2 separate regions of the Oryctolagus cuniculus genome follow, and region 1 is linked to region 2. A link is a contact called in public Micro-C data. All regions are on one chromosome and are shown on one strand. The core of a region is the stretch at or near the end of the contact, and the rest is flanking DNA. Distances in the headings are between cores, read along the strand shown.

The links. A called contact is a pair of places that touch in the nucleus more often than the background predicts.
Region 1: a contact with region 2 is called in a Micro-C map of ear pinna, with 1.9 times the contacts expected there. The contact joins two enhancer-like sites. A contact is called at or near these places in 2 of 6 Hi-C or Micro-C datasets (ear pinna and an unstated tissue).

The regions. Positions count from the first base shown.
Region 1 is chr20:36,206,299-36,208,998 of mOryCun1.1, forward strand. The region is part of intron 6 of TTC7B (tetratricopeptide repeat domain 7B); the gene reads right to left. Among named protein-coding and RNA genes, the nearest start is that of TTC7B, 110 kb to the right of the region's middle. Within about 2 kb of position 1,258, at least 5 of the 8 cell types and tissues checked have an H3K27ac peak or open chromatin away from gene starts, as enhancers often do. A contact at or near this core is called in ear pinna, where this site is marked.
Region 2 is chr20:36,122,787-36,125,486 of mOryCun1.1, forward strand. All of the region lies in intron 19 of TTC7B (tetratricopeptide repeat domain 7B), which reads right to left. Among named protein-coding and RNA genes, the nearest start is that of CALM1, 150 kb to the left of the region's middle. Within about 2 kb of position 1,350, at least 3 of the 8 cell types and tissues checked have an H3K27ac peak or open chromatin away from gene starts, as enhancers often do. A contact at or near this core is called in ear pinna, where this site is marked.

The sequences.
Region 1 (2,700 bases), core at 8-2,507, 83 kb after region 2:
AAGATCCTTCATATGTGTGGCTTTTAAATTTTTGGCACCAAAATAAACACTTAAAATTTAATCTCACTTTCCATGAACTTTATATCTATTTAAAATAAATTCTGTGTGTTCCAGTGATGACGGGTAACGAGATACTCTATGAACTGACTCAAAATTGGAAAGCAAAACCGTTGACCCAGGTGAAGAAGTCCGGTGCCTGAGGGGAACGGCCTCGGCGGCCTCAAGAGATTAACGAGGGGCAGGGAAACGCAGCTCCTCTTTGGGTGCTGTGCTGTGTCCCGCGCAGGACCGAGGCCCTCTGCTGGAGGTACAGAGGGAGTCTCCGTGGCTGAAGGATGCCACGCCTGACGTCAGCAGCAAAGCCAGCCAGGGGGCGTGGCTCCCCAGTGAAGCCTCTGAAGGAGAAATGAGTTTTCCCTAACGGTTTGGGCTTATTCCTGGTGAGAAGTTAGGGTTCAACGAGGACTCCACGGTGGGCAGGGGTGCAGGAGGCCTGAGCTGTGGCTCACTCAGAGGAAGGCAGAGAGGACGACCTTGATCAATCCGACCCAAGCAAAGGGTGGGAGGTGGAAGACGGCACATTTTCATACAAGAAAAGGCTCAAAGTGTCCCAAGTGTGTGAGCACACAATTCTTGGCAGATCCCATAGTACTCAAATATTTTTAATCGCGTTATTTAACCAGTCATCTCCATGGGTGCCATCAGAGCAGGAAACAATTTTTTTTTCTAGCCAGATGGAAAGGAACAAAAAAGGGAAATTAACTTGCAAGAATTACATTTTAAATGCTACAAAATAACCCAACTTGAGGGACATAAACAAAACCCACATGTTTCTAAAATATTAGTTTATTCTTAAAATGTTGAGCTCCATTAAACTTCAGCGTGAGCTGTTGCTTAAAACCTTGACTCCAAACCCAGACGAGAGAGGCGAGGAAGCGCCCTGGTTTTCAGGGTTCTGCACACCCTGGACATGCGGCTGCTTATTCCGCTTCAGCGCCCTTGACTGAGACAGCGCGGTGATGTCAGAATCAGGATGGCAGACTCCTCTGAAGGCGAGTGCTCCCGCCAGGCTTCCAGCAGCAGGCACTCCGGCAGGCTGCCAGAGCTCGGGTTCAGCCCCTGCATTCTGCTTCAGGAAGCTTCCTGAGCTTGTGCGTTTCCCTCCCAGCTGCTTGGCCATTCCCAAGGCGGAAAGGGCCGGCGAGCTTCCCCGGGGCCGGCTGCCTGTTCAGCCAGACGAGCAAGCGAATCCTGTCTGCACACGCCCCCACCGCTGTCAGCTCCCGGCTTCCTGATCAGAGCTCAGGCCTGCTTCCTGGTCAAATCTTTGTTCTCTGCTTGGCCGGAAAGCCCACCACCTTTCCTGGTACACAGCCTGCTCCTCCTGCAACCTACTTCCATTTTCAATTCTCTCCGCCCTTTTCTATCTGTTCTTCCTCCTCCCGAGGCCTGTCTGCTGCCATTATCGGAGCTCAAACATATGATGTCCTGAGGATCAGTGCTGGCTCCCAGGGGCCATAGGAACCCCCAGGAAGGGCATTAAGACCCCAGCACTTGGCCTTCCCCTTTCGACTCTCCATCCTTGGGACAGGCTCCAGTGCCCCTCGGGCCCTGCAGCAGCATTTTCCAAGGCCAGACCACCACGTCCACACTCTGACATACACAGCATCCAACTCTGTCTTGCTCTGTTTTACAAGTGGGAACAGTTTCAGTTCTTTGATATTGTCACCGGCCCCTCTGCGCTACCAAACCAATGAGGAAATGCACGCAGAACAGAAGCCAGAGCTGCAGAATCGAAGTGGGTACCGAAAGCCGGGGAAGCTTAAGGACCTGAGAACCATTTCAGCGGGGTCAGGGTGGCTGCTTGAACGCCAAGCTCAGCACGTGTGTTTGGCAGGAGCGTGGGGAAAGACAACTCTCCCCTTTAAACTTGCCCTTCCGAAGCATCTTCTGACTGCAAAGTTTGAGCCAAGCCACTAGTACGCTTACATGCAACACCACCCGCCACTGTTGTGATGTGAAGGAAGGACCTTGCACATCAGATGCCAAGTTCTTTGGCAATAAGGAAAAAGCAGCCTTGCCAGAGTGAACCCAGTATGCTCCCTCCTCGGTGGCTGAGAATGTTGTAACTAAAAATCAACTGCAGAACAAATCAACCCAACAGATCTCTCAGAGCAGAGAAACTGCTTGGCTTTCTCCACCTTCCTTCTTACCAGCTAGCACTTCTGAAACACTTACGCAGCAGGTTGTTCCAATAATTATTGTGCAACATTAGCTATCAGGTTCCAGGCTGGCCCCTGAGGACACACTGCTGAACAAGGGGCACCTGCCTGCCTCTGGGAGCCCAGAGAGCCTTGCATCTCCCCTCCCCCGACGCCCCCCGCCAAGGAATGCAGGCGCTTCTGAGACAGAGACCTTGGGGTGGGCTTCACCAGCGTACCCCACGCCACTTGCCTGGCATACAGGAGGCACTCAGATATTTGCTGAATGAATGAAAGTGAGAATCACCATGAGCTGAGTCAACCAAGACCACAGGGAATGTGTTTTCCACCTCTTCTCTCTCCCTTTCTTTCCCACAAAGCACAGAGGAGCAGGCAGCCAAGTGCCACGCCCTCAACTAGGACGCATCTCTTCTGCCCGCAGCAGCATTCCTTATAGCGCAGGGCCGTAGGGTGCGCTCCTCCCGCACTACACGGTAGC
Region 2 (2,700 bases), core at 100-2,599:
TCCTGTCTTTGGCCTGGCTCGGCCCTGACTGTTTTAGCCATGCTGGGGATGAACCCACAGATGGAAGATGTCTTTCTGTCTCTCCCTGTCTCTCTGTCGCTTTGCCTTTCAAATAAGTGACTGGTTCAAGGCCTGCTCACCAACGTCCCTGCTTTCCATCCTGGCTGCCACTCAGGGAGAAGGCACCTGATGGCGCCGAAGGTCAGGCTCAGTTCCTGCAGGTGTGTGTTCACGGAACTGTAGTCAAACCTGCAATTTGACAGACACGGGAACTAAAGTCCCAGGAGTTTAAAGGAGGTGCCTGGGCCCCTCCAGGACTGGCCCTGGGCTCCGGGTCCTGGCCTTTCAGAGTGATGCAGCTGTTTCTTCGGAAAGTACTGAAGTCCCTCACATAAACCTATCAGGTCTCCCTTTAACCAGCAAGGGCTGCTTGAAGATTTCCAAGGAGCCCATCTTTCCAAAAAGCAAGTGTTTTTGATGACAGTGAAAGGAACTTGGCAGTGAAATCTTTCTTTATGAAGAATCTGAGTGAGACGCTAATACTGAACAGATCTCTTCCATTAAGGGATGTTTTTGAGCCAGAAATAAAGGCACATCTAGTCTGAGCAGGGGAACCAGCTCTTGAGACCACAAGCAGAAGGTTCAGATGGTTCAAGTGTGCACTGGATTCCCATGTACATTATCAGCATTTCCCAAAACGCAGTCATGGTGGAGTGGGGAGAGGAGCAATGGAATTAGCTTGGAAACATTAGGTCAAACAGAGTCTTGGATTCTTTCCATCTCAGGGCTTCTTGGTGCCCCTAATGTGTTATGAGCACTGTGAACCTCTAGGCGGGAGACGACTACTGCCCCAAAATATCAGACAAGAAGAATCGGCGGTCCAAGAGCTAGTCTTTGGGAAATGTGACAATTTACCAATGGCTTCAAACCACCATGCAAAGCACGGCTCCTACCTGCAAGGGAATGTGCAGTCTCCTTGAAATCTTGGCAGATGCAGTTTTAAGTTTTATGAGGCCTACTTAGCTTGTTCCAGGAAAACTGATGGCTACGACTGCTCTTGTGTGCATTGGTCATGGCTGCCCTGGATAGGGATGGCAAGAGGCAGTGGGTTCCCTCTGCCTAGAGTTTCCGAGGGTGGCAGCCCTCCCCTCAGTTCCCCTCTTTGGGTGGGCGGTACACTGCCTTTGCTGTAGTCCTCCCTGGACCAGTACTGCCTCCCTCCTCGGCAATGGAACCCCAGCTGTGGCAGAATGCATTGGAATCTCAGGAAAGCCGGGCCCCAGGAGGCGGAGCGGGCGGGAGTGGGCAGGCAGGCGGCAGCGGGACGTCCACACCATCTCAGCATCCCCAACACTCAACAACCACAGTGCACATTCCACGGTGGAGGGCAGTGTGCTTCTGGGGAGCTCGGAAGGGTGAACGAGTCGGCAAGCTACTTACTAACTGAAAAGAGGGAGGGAAAACCATGAAAGTATGCTTCTGGTGAGCTGCCTTGGAACAACAAATCAAACCAAAAATTAAAACCGAGAAACAAAACATTTGGGAAATCAAAGTCAAGGCTAAGGAAAGCAAACAGAGTTCTAATAACCTTCCAACTGTTAAGTCTGGCTGTCAGGACTCAGGCTTCACTTCAAGAATGACCGACATTTTCCCACTAACAATGGTTTTCTTTCTTTTTTTTTTTTTCCTAAACCAAAGGAAGGCCGACTGGGCATTCCCCTCCACACGCCAGCATTCACCCAGCACACAGGAGCCAGCCAATCTGTGTAACGTGTTTTGTTCCCAGAGCAGGAAATTCCAAAGGGAAGGGAAAAAATAATCCAGCCGGCAGGTTTCAGATCCTTCCACACGTTAACCCTCATCAGGATCCCAGCAGTTGGGAGGGCCGGGGCAGCAGGCCTTGGAGATCTGCTTGTCTTGGTGGAAGGTCTGGGGTTCAAATTCGCTGCAATTTAAACCAGGAAATTCTGTGTTTGTCAGATGTCTGCTCCCTCTCCAACTACTGTGCAATCTATAGCAAAAGAGAAGGGATTCTTGGGTGCTCGGGCTTCTTGAAGATACCTGGTTACTGGTTAGGCACTCACCGAGGGGAGGCAGGTGAATCACAGCTTCCTAAATTAAGCAGTCAGCTCTGCTTGGGATGCACGGGCTGCATCCGGCAGATGGCCCACGGGCGCTCCTGGCCACACCCACTTACTAAAGCAACCAATCCCCAGTGCCTCACTGGGAGAGCCGGGACTCCCATCTTCAGAGGTTTGAAGGAACACAGGGCCCGCCAGGAAGCAACAGAAAAGACCCAGTGCCACGCCACAACTGTAAGAGGCCGTTGGAATACAATGAGCGCAGCAGAAGTCAATGGAAAAATCAATTGTTCTGTAAAAAACAAAGCTGCCAATAGCCCCTGGGCACTGCATTAAGGGAACAGGCCTATTTTTAAGAAGCAAACTAAAAAGGACACTGTGTGAAGCTGGGGGTTGCCTTCAAAGCAGCGTTTGGATCCTGTAACAAGCGGAGAGGCGGGGTTGGTATGTTTCTTGGTATGGTTTGTTTGAGTGACAGCCCCACTTCCGCCCACTTTGTGGGTGTGTTCAGGGCAGCGGCTGCCACCTGAGGATGAGCACCTGGGAGGAAGGAGCTCCCTGTAGCTCCCTTCCCCCTAGGAGCTTCTGTGTGGCACGTAACTGAGCATTGGAACAAGAC